2 separate regions of the Mus musculus genome follow, and region 2 is linked to region 1. Evidence: chromatin contacts called from public Micro-C data. All regions are on one chromosome and are shown on one strand. The core of a region is the stretch at or near the end of the contact, and the rest is flanking DNA. Distances in the headings are between cores, read along the strand shown.

The links. A called contact is a pair of places that touch in the nucleus more often than the background predicts.
Region 2: a Micro-C map of brown adipocytes shows a contact between it and region 1, with 4 times the contacts expected there. The contact joins two enhancer-like sites. A contact is called at or near these places in 3 of 484 Hi-C or Micro-C datasets (brown adipocytes, cerebral cortex and embryonic fibroblasts).

Annotation. Positions count from the first base shown.
Region 1 is chr5:51,797,424-51,802,703 of GRCm38.p6, forward strand. It overlaps a transcript of Ppargc1a not described here. Among named protein-coding and RNA genes, the nearest start is that of Ppargc1a, 250 kb to the left of the region's middle. Within about 2 kb of position 2,473, at least 18 of the 459 cell types and tissues checked have an H3K27ac peak or open chromatin away from gene starts, as enhancers often do. A contact at or near this core is called in brown adipocytes, where this site is marked.
Region 2 is chr5:52,059,935-52,065,351 of GRCm38.p6, forward strand. It overlaps a transcript of Ppargc1a not described here. Among named protein-coding and RNA genes, the nearest start is that of Gm40302, 68 kb to the right of the region's middle. Within about 2 kb of position 2,482, at least 8 of the 459 cell types and tissues checked have an H3K27ac peak or open chromatin away from gene starts, as enhancers often do. A contact at or near this core is called in brown adipocytes, where this site is marked.

The DNA.
Region 1 (5,280 bases), core at 1,223-3,722:
CTGGGGGGTCAATATGTTGATTCTCCATGCATCGCTGTCATGGGAGTAACTGGAATGTGTTTAAACTCCACAGGAGGTGAACTTCTTCAGCTACCTGGTCCTGCCAAGGGTAAAAAGTGCTCCTTAATGACCCCATCCAGGAGGGGAGCCAGCAGAGGGAAATGCTTCCTCCCTAACACTATTTCTGGTTTGCTTGGCACTCACATATCCCTTGGGGTGGTCCCAGGTGAGCCACATACTGGAATCTTCCAGGCTCATGCCCTGATCATTTTAATGAGAAAGCAGTGTCAAAATATTGGCACCTTGCATCCAGCCAACATATGGGGATGCTGTACAAGCACTTAATTGAACTATTTAGAGATTATGAAGGGGATAGTCAACTGGGTCAATGAGTGTTTATTCTCTAACTTGGGATAGAAAGGGGGTCATCCAAAGGTAACAATGAGTCCACTTGCAATTCCCACAGAGAACGCTCTTTGAAATTCTGGAATCCATGTTCCCAGTGTTAGATGTCTCTTGGAACCCGCCATCACCACCAGTGACTGTGCATGTCTAGCCATGTGGACATGAGTAGGAACCACTAGAAGTGATGTGACAGCAACAGCACATGTGAGGAGTCCATGTACCAAGCAGCCCCAGGAGAGAGAGCACCAAATGGAGCCCAAGGCAGACAGGAACGTGTGTCTAGAGCCCGCATCCCTCTGTGTGATCCCTCCACATCCCCATCTAGCCTGAGCAGGCTGCTGGTCACACACAGAGTGCTATTCTTTCCCTTCTAAGGAGCTGTGTGAAGGGCTGACTCGGGGCTTCTCAGATTGTTACGTTAAACTTTACCTAAGTCCTAATCCCTCTGACCAAGGCCATATCCAGGTATTCTGGGGTAGGACCTTTAAGGGTGTAATTAAATAGAGTGAGGACATGTGGGTAAGTCCAGAGGTCATATGACCAGGACAAACACCATAGCATGGGCATATTCAGAGAACCGTTTTTGAGATCAAAGTCAAAGTGGCAAACTAAGGAAATGGGCCTCTGAATAAAACCCAATTTGCCAACCCCTTGATCATCAACTTTAACCTCCAGAATGGTGAAGAAATAAGTTTATGTTATGTGAGACCTCATTACAGCATCCTGACACAACTAAAGTTAGGCTAGGAAACACCAAAGCAATCAGATTCAATAGAATACAGACCTTCAAGGAATTCTGGCTCCCTCTCATCCCATCCTCCCCAGGCCCATCTCATAGAAACACAAAGGTAACAAATGCATCAAGATCTACTACCTAAAGTTGCTGAGATAAAGAAGCAGGAAGTCACCTTCCAAAATTCAGAAACCCAGCCCAGTCTGCTGGTCCACCCCTAGTTTTAGTACAGCTACATAAAACCATGGGTGTATGTCTATACCGCATGAGAGTAGAAGCAAAACAATCCAGGGGAACAGGGGGAAAGTAAGAAGAGTGGAGAGGAGTGTAGAAGGGAAGGGTAGCAGGCATGGGGACAGAAACATGTTCAATATACGATGTATATTTGTGTGAAAGTGAACTTAGAATACAATACTGTGCACAGCATGCATATATATATGTGTGTGTGTGTGTATGTATATGTATGTATATGTATATATATGCAATGAAAAAACACATTAAGATCATAGCACAGCGAATGTAGGAATATAGGTTCACATTTAAGAGCCTAGAGAATAGAAATGGCTTCCGGCCATGTGCAGCTTCACGCTTCATCCTAAGTTCAGGGTAACTAAGCCACAAACAAGAGGTCAAGCAGGAGATCATTGCCTAAAAGCCAAAGATTTTTACAAAATCCTTTCCCTGGAGGGTTATCCAAACAAGCACGTACTATCTACTCCCATTTTCTCAAGCTCATGCATAAGTAAAACAGTCAAATAACTCTCTGATAAAAAAAAATGATCCTAGTTACTAACTTCAACCCGCCCCAAAAGCCATCTTACAGAAATTTTCTCAGAACTGTTGCTGTGTTGTCACACAAGCATCTGTCAGGTTCCTTGCCAAAAGGAAGCCGAAACACCAGAAGGCTAGCATCACCGGGGACGCCAAGGTTCTGAATATAGAACTGCCCACACCCCTGGGCTGTGTGCTCACTAGATTAAACCAGCTACCAAACATCCAAAAGTTAGATCAACAAACACACTGCCAGGTCTGTAGTTAAACTACAATCCACTGGGGCCACCAAGTCATGTGTGCCCCTCTTGATCCCCTGGAAGATCAGGTGACTGACCTGAGACCCAAGAAGTGTGCCTATCCATCCACAGCCTGTTCCAATTCAGTGTCTCTAGTTGAGTCAGATCTCTCTAGCTCCAATTCTTGGCAGTTTTAAGAACCACAACCAAAGGGACAACTGGACACAGTCCAAGTAGCTGCCTTGGATACACTAGGGTGCAGAACGGGAACATGTTTACTCAACATATAAGTTAAGGTCAACAAGGGAAGGTACACTTCCTGTTCACAAATCCTTTAGGGCTGTTTGTTTTGGGGCCTCTGGTTGTTCCTGGTAAAAACCCCAGAGCATGTGCCTAGGAGTAACCAACTTCGTCATGTGAAAAGTGTTCTCTGCTATAAATCACTAACGTCTTCCCAGCCTTACAAAATCCTGGGTTAAGAAATCAAAGAGAATTTTCTCTCTCTCTCTCTCTCTCTCTCTCTCTCTCTCTCTCTCTCTCTCTCTCTCTCTCTCTGTGTGTGTGTGTGTGTGTGTGTGTGTGTGTGTGTGTGTGTGTGTGTGTGTATGTGTGCTCGCATGTATGTGTGTGTTTATGTGCATGTGTGTCTTTCTTTTCCCTCACAGTACAAAGGCCTTTGAACATTTGAATGCTCATCTTTCCCTTCGGCCCACAGATTCAATTCAGGTAGAAATCCCAAAAGAAATCCAGAAATTCACCTGAATGCAAAAACCCTAGTGTGTGCATATGAATACATCTCTCGCTGTCTGAGGACCCAGCAGGGACTGTCTATTAAGCAAGAGTATTGATTTTGAGACTTGCTCCTTTAACCTGCAAGACACTCAGTGGCCTCAATCCAGCACCTCTTTTAACTTCTTGTGTTTGGAGCTGTATATTGTGATCTACCAAGGGAAGCTAGCTTCCATTAGCAATGTGTCCCCTCCGACACTGTGGACTTCTCCAGGGCAGTGTTTCTTCCCTGATGCAAAGTGTGTCAAACTATTTTATCTGAAGCAAGTTAACAGGTAGGTTTCCTCCATTGTCAGAGACTTCTAATAACTTTGCAGGTTCTTTCTTCCTTCCTTCCTCCCTTCCTCCCTTCCTCCCTTCCTTCCTTCCCTTTCCTTTATTTCTTCCTTTTTTCCATGCTTTCTTTCTTTTTCCTTCCATTTTACTTTGCTGGAAGATTATTTGCTTTAATCAACAAACATGAATGAATCTGTGAAAAGAATACAAACTGATTGAGGAAATAAGGATTTTAAAAGCATAAATGGAAAGGGAAGTAGACTTTTAAAAGATTTATATTTTATTTTACATATACGTGCATATCTATGTGGGTATTCACACATGCTTGTGGGTGCTCAAAGAGGCCAGAAGGAGGTCTCAGATGTCCCGGAGCTGATTACAGGCATTTGCAGACTGCCCAGGGGGGTGCTTGGAAGCACACTGGGAAGCTCTGCAAGGACAATAAGCATTCTTAAGCACTGAACCATCATCTCTCAAGCCACAGAATAGATTCGTATTATTAATTGATACAGTACTAAATGATGGGCACTTCATGGCAAATCCACAAAATTCCAATGTAATCCTTGTCATTCTCCTGGCTCTGAGGACATTTGACAGTGTGCATTAGACTCCTGTGTGTCCCCTTCCATGGCTGAGCACTTATTTTATGCTCTCCCTTCACACATAAATAAACACCTGAGCATGTGGAACAGGTAAAGGACACACTCAGTGACACCCAAGGGAAGCAGTCATGTATGAGCATAAATAAGCAAAGTGAGTTCACACCAAAAGAGGACTGTGTGACACTCTGGTCCAGGATGGCTCCATGGGATTAAAAAAAAATCGAATCCCTAAAGCAAGGGTATCTAAAGACTTGGTGGAACGCCTTTCTCTAAATTACCCACTCAACTCAAACAAGCTGCTCCATTCCCCAGAAGCAGAGCTAGGTGCTGAGATACGCAGAGACCTAGCACAGACAGGCCCGTCTCCTGTCTTACTGCTCGAGAGATCATATGGACAGGATTGCTGAGTCAGGAGCCAAAAGCTGCCCACAATGTCTGCCTGCTTGCCATCTGGCTGCAAGAGACATGGGGGCATAAGAGAACAGGTGAGAGAGTGTGTTCGCCCTCAGTCCCAATCCCAGGGGTAAACAAAGCATGGTGGAGGCCAAGGCTGAAAATAAATCCCTCTTCAAACGCTAAGGACATATGCACAGATAAAGGTGGGGACAGCTATAGATAAACTTGAGTTATATTCGGGAAGGCATTCGTCTTGGGTCACCTATCTGATCATAGGACCTGTAATCACACAGCCTCAAGACAAGAACAAGGGATTTCTTTTGTTCGCAGCAACGCTGAGGAGCCGTGATTTTGTAGCCGATCTCTGGACAATGCCATGTTGAAGACATTCTGAAAATAGCACTTTCTCCAAGTCCATGCACAACCAGAAAAGGATAATACACTGTGCCCTCAACTTCGTCGGATTCCATCCATGCCTCCAAAATGTCCTAAAAGGAGTGCCAGCCCCTAGTTGGGAGAGATGCTGGACTATATGCCAGCATCCTAAAAATAGGACTCTTCTGATGAAAACGGAGAGACAAAGAAAGGTGACTCTCTTTCTTTGTGCTCACATGGCTGCGAGAGGCGTGACAGGAGAACTCTTTCAAATCCTCAGCTGCTGCCAAGCGTACTTATCCTCAGAAGCAAGCAAGAGGTGTGTTGGCAACGTGGCTTCTGTCTCCCTAGGCCCTTCCCCCAAAAGAAAACAATGATAGACACAATCCCCTCCAGCAGAGATGAAGAGGGTCCTCTTGGCAGGCCAGATTTCCACTGTTCTCTTTCCTCTGAACCATATTAGATAATTCTCCTAACCAAAAGACCAATAAAGAGTTAAGAGACCTCCAGAGAGAAATAATCACCGTGTATGGGCTTTAAACAGCTTTTAGAGCCACCAGGACCTGCTGAATTAGGATCCTTAGAGCAGTCAGTTAGGAAGCAAAGCAGCCAAAAGAGAAGCTGGAGAGATGGCTCAGCAGTTTGAGAGCGTTTCCTGCTCTTCCAAAGGACCTGAGTTCAGCTCCTCACACTC
Region 2 (5,417 bases), core at 1,232-3,731, 260 kb after region 1:
TGGAGACAATCTCCGTTACCCACTGAGCCATCCTGGCTGTGCATTTTAGTTCCGTGTAAACACCCCAGGGGCCAGGCATATTTTTCAGTGCAAAAGATTTAGAAAAGATAAATGACCATTCTAGCAAGGAGCAAGGGAGGAAGCGGGGCTGGGGTTTGAACCTATTCTGGTCCATCTCAAAGTCCATACTTGGAGGCAAGGGCTGCCATCCTCCTGTTAGCATTAGTTAAGATAAGGCACTAAGTTAATCCACCAGGATCTGAGTGAAGTCAAACTAGTGCCCTTCTGGGTGCAATTCCTAGAGTAGATCCAGCTAATCTACTATTCTAGATATATCCCTCAAGTACTTGCATCTTACAAAATGATTTCCTGTCGCTTAGCACATGCTGCCCAGAGCCTGGGTGGGGAGAGAGTAGAGTGCTGTGTGCTCAGCTAATATCTTTTCTCCCATTCTCTCTCTTTCCAGGATAGAGGAAGATTAAAGCTGTGTGTCTAGCCACTGTAGAGAGATGGGGGCAAGGTGAGGGATAATTCTGCTCACTGACCCTCTGAGTTCACCTGGGATAAGCTCAGCTTATATCATTTGTCCCAAGCTCAGTTTACTCATTTGTCCCTTCTCCCTCTCGAGGGGGGGTCCTGACTTGAAATGAATAAGCACATACTCTCCCTAGGTCAGTGGTCCTCAGCCTTGACTGTATCAGCAAATCGTCTGGGGTGTTCTATCAAAATTCTGATTCTGAGATGGGCAATGGTGATTATGCCTTTAATCCTGGCACTTGGGAAGCAGAGGCAGGCGGATCTCTATGAGTTTGAGACCAGCCTGGGCTACAGAGTAAGTTTCAAGACAGCCAAGGCTACACAGAGAAACCCTGTCTCATAAATAAATGAATAAATAAATAAACAAACAAACAAACAAACTGACTCTGTACCCCAGCCACACACATTCTGATTTAACTTATTTGCATTGGGGCTAAGGATAGATATTTTTAAAGTCCCTATATATTTTTATTATGTTTTGGGACCAGGCAGTGAGTCATCACTAAACTAAAGCTGTTGGGTAGAATTTGTAAGGAAAACATTTTTGTGTTCTTATTATTAAGAAAAATACACATGAGTTCATGCAGCCATGTTGGCCTGTGGGGCCACCTTGTATATGAACAATGTGTGTGTGTGTGTGTGTGTGTGTGTGTGTGTGTGTGTGTGTATCCAAGGGCAAAAATAGTAAATAAATAAATAAATAAATAAATAAATAAATAAATAAAAATAAAAAATAGTAAGAGCTGAGGTCACAATTTCCTAGGAACTCTGGGTTATCTTCAGACTATTACAAGAAAGAAAATAAATCTTTTCATTCCCAAGTCACCATCTCAAATGTCTGGGACCAACAGCCAAACGCAATTTTTAAGTAACTTGGTAGTCATCACTTTGTCACAAGTAACAAAAGTTGCCCAGGATTACACGGTTTCTAGGTAGCAGAGGCCAACTGTTTCCGACTTGTTTGGCTCTGGTCTTGTGACCTTTCCACTAGGAATGGGGCAGAGTGTATTTTAAGGACAGAGAAAAGGGTTCCCGCTTACAAAAGTAGAACTCTCCAGACAATTCCACTGGCCTTCTGAGCAGCTACTTTTGAATCCCATTCACACGTGTTGCCAGGACATGTTTCGAGGAGAAGGCCCAGGAAGAAAACTGCTCTTTCAAACACAGGTTAGGAGGGTGTGCTGCGCAAGACGGAGCCCTTAGAGTTTGCTTTATAGTGTGGTTATGTGCCCAACAAACACTGAGATAAAGTACCTTAAGTCCCCCATTCATTTATCTGCGAAAACAGTCGTCTCTGAGAACGTGCAATAGGGGTAAGACCTGAGTTAAGAGAGAGACGGAGGCTGACCTGAGAGGAGAAGGATTCAGATTCCTATCCACATAGAAATTAAAGTCTGAAATGGGACCTAAGCCACAAAGCAATCTAGCCACAGTATATGTTTCAGGTCAGTGGCAAATGGATGTGCAAGAGGGACCCAGTCACTTTTGGCTTCAGAAACCAAGCAAGGCTTCCTGGAAGAGGTCACATTTGTGCTTTAAGATCCTAAAAGGCAGAAGCAGGCCTTGTCCCAGCTCGGAGACAATCATGAGCAAAGAGTGTAGAAAGGAGCTCAGATGGGCTGAATTATGACGGACACATTAGAGAAATGGGACCAAGAGGGTTGTAGCTCAGAGGCAGAGAGCCCTTGCCTAGCATAATCAGGATACTGGTTTAGACTCTTAACTCTGAAAAAGAGGGTAGCCAAGGCCAGGAGGTACTTTGAGGTCAAATTACTGAGAGTCTTGAAGGGAACAGTCCAGTGACCTATCTGGGAAGATAAGTTTGCCAAGCCTGTGCAAGATACCTTGGCCATGGCAGGGAGGCAATGGGACCATATGGGGCCACCGCAACCACCCAGGCAAAAGGTGACATGAGTAAGAACTGGGGAAGAGGTGGTGCCTAGAGGCAAGGGCACGATGCCAAACACGCAGAGCTCGCTGGATAGACTTGGCAAGGTTTGAGAGATAACAGTGTAACAAGCAATGAACCAGATGAGTAAAAATCTTAGCCCATGGAAAGCAGTGTCTCCCATTAGAAGCTTCCAGAATGTGAATGCCCAGCATTTGGTAGACAGTAGAATACTCAGGAGACTGGGGTTCCAGAGTTAACAGGCGGTGAGAGATGAACCCACTCAAACAGGGAGGGAGTCACAAGAAGAGAAATGTGAAGACAGGAAGTGAAGAAGTATTAATAACTGTTGGGTAGGGAAGAAATGAAAGGGAAAAGGTCACAAAACCAGGAAGGGAACTGAGGAGATAGTATGTTAGAGAAGAAAAGCAAGAGAGGGAGCCATGGTCTGAGTCCCACTTGCAGGGCTAAGGACTTCACTGGATCGGCCTGTTTTGAACTTGGCTTCCTTTCCAGGCATAGCTTTGCTCTGCTCCTGAAGGACTCCCAGAAGTCTCCCTGAGACACAGTGGTCACTGCCACCAGATATATTCTGTGACCTACACTGGTGAGGCCAAAAGAGGTGGTCGGTGACCAGCTTCTACCTCTCGGCTAACTTCCCTAATCACCTGCTTGGGTCCCACGTGGGTCAAGGCCAACTGCATAAAGATACTTAGTAAAAGATATTTCATTGACATATGTTTCTATTGCAGTTCAAGTCTGGAAACCATCCAAAGGGCCAAGAATTGGGGCTGGTGAAATAAATTATGATATATTCATCTGGTAGGTCACTCTGCAGTCATTAAAAATTACGACATGGTAATAATTTACTGACACATAAAATGTATACAATCTATTGCTCTTCAAAAGCAAATTACAAAGCATAATCTCTCTTTAAAATCACATAAGCACAACAATATATACATATATTGTTTGTGTGTGTGTATATATATAAACATATTTATATACATTATGATGTACATCTCTAACTCTCAACAAAAATGGTGACTTATCTTATTTCAGTCTGCTCTTCTATAATCGCTCATTTTTCTAGAATGAACATTTGTTGTAACTAAAACTTTTTATTTATTTTCACAATTTCATGCATTCATATACACTTACATATACGCAGTATTCTGATCATATTCTCCCCCCTCTTATCCACTCTCCCTGGACTCCCCCTTTCTTCCCAGCAAGCTCATTCCTGTTTTCTTGTCTTCTTTTGTTAACATGGATATTTTTAAGTGAAATAGATTCTATATGTCTCTCATTTCTCATGTCCCCTCCAAATTACGCTAATTATCTAGTTTTTTTGTTTTTTTAGGAATGTGGATCACATCAATCTTTTAAAATGTGGCTATTATTCATTATATATAAGATTTGAAATTTTAAGAGTTAACGTTCTCCATGGAACCTCACTAACCACCCTTTAACCCAAATCAGACAACCTGGACTCTAGCAGCCAAGGCTCTAGAAGGTTCTTAGTCTTCGTGCCTCATGCTGTAATTCAGTGATACTGGCCACCCCAGTGAGCTCAAGACTAAGGATAGGTTGACTGAAATCAAATCAGTCCCCATCCTTCCAACTTGGAAAGATACACACATCTCTGAAGCTATCCCAGTCTTCTACACATCAGAGCAGACAGAGTCGTTTGTTTCAACACCGTGAGATAACCCAGCTCCCTGGTAGTTTTATCTGTGGGTTGAACAAGTGTGTACTGAAGTCCGACTATGAACAAGCCAGTCTCTACAGCAACCCAGGGGCTCCAATGAGAAGCAGTGTTGACTGTCTCTACCTTCATGTCCCCTTACCAAGCCATTTCACAAACAATGACACACATGGGTCACAAACCAACAGGTATAGTTCTCTATGGAGCTTTGAAGCCATTAGAGCCCAAGCCAGGGGCTGACTCAAGACCACAGCCATGTCTTTACATGCTAAATAATAATAGCCATTTCACAGACTTAGGCTACACAGTACTGTCTGACACATAGTAGGATCTCAACAGGCACAGCCATTGCTGTTTCTACTCTATTATTTGTGGGAGAACTCTTAAGCAGCTTTTCCTAGTGTTATTTTGATAGGAAATTTCATTTCACCAGACACTTTTCAATGTTGATCAATAGCAAAGCTTTCACCAATTAGGCCAAATCTACTGATTCCCTGTCCAAATTGCTAAAAAATTGACAATTCTTGTATTTTGAAAGCAAATTGTTTTTCCTCTTTTTTTTTAATGTTTGATACTCTTACTAGAATCTCCTTTGAGGCAGGAATGAGGCTTTTAGGATTCACATATTCCACTTCTGTTTGTAAAAGGGAAAGTAGAAAGCACTCCTCTGGAAGATAATATATTTTTCTCAGTGGTTAGAAACAGAGGAAACAACTGGAAGGAGAAGGCTGGCACACAGAGAGATGCTGTGACATTTCCCAGCTTCCAGAACTCTGCCGTCGCTGTGAAGAGAACATTTCCAGTACATAAACACCAAAGAAAAAGGTAGGGTCAGGAGACCATCTGTCGTCCAGCTGGAGCAAAGACTACAGCTCAGAACCCACTTCTCACTTCAACTAGCACGGGTCCCAACAAATCCTCAATGTTCACAAGTGCGCACACCATGGCACGGATGGCAAACCTCACATCCTAACCAAATAAGCTTCTTTGCCTGCAGCAGCCTTGACACACGGAGCATGCAGCAAGCTCCGAAGAGCCATGCCATCCAGGGAGGTCAGAGACACACAGGCTGTCCTTTTCCCATCTTGAGCCTTGGAGGACTTCCTTAATGGCACAGCCGAACTATGTAACTGTGACCACACTTCCTTGTGGCTGCAGTGCCACCTAGTGGCCAGGTGAGCTAGGCGTGCACCAGTTCTCCTCGGTCTGAAAAGGCAACTTGCATCAGCTGCCTCTTCAGTTCTTCCCGAGGAGGAGCAGGAGTGGCTGGTGCACGTGACAGCC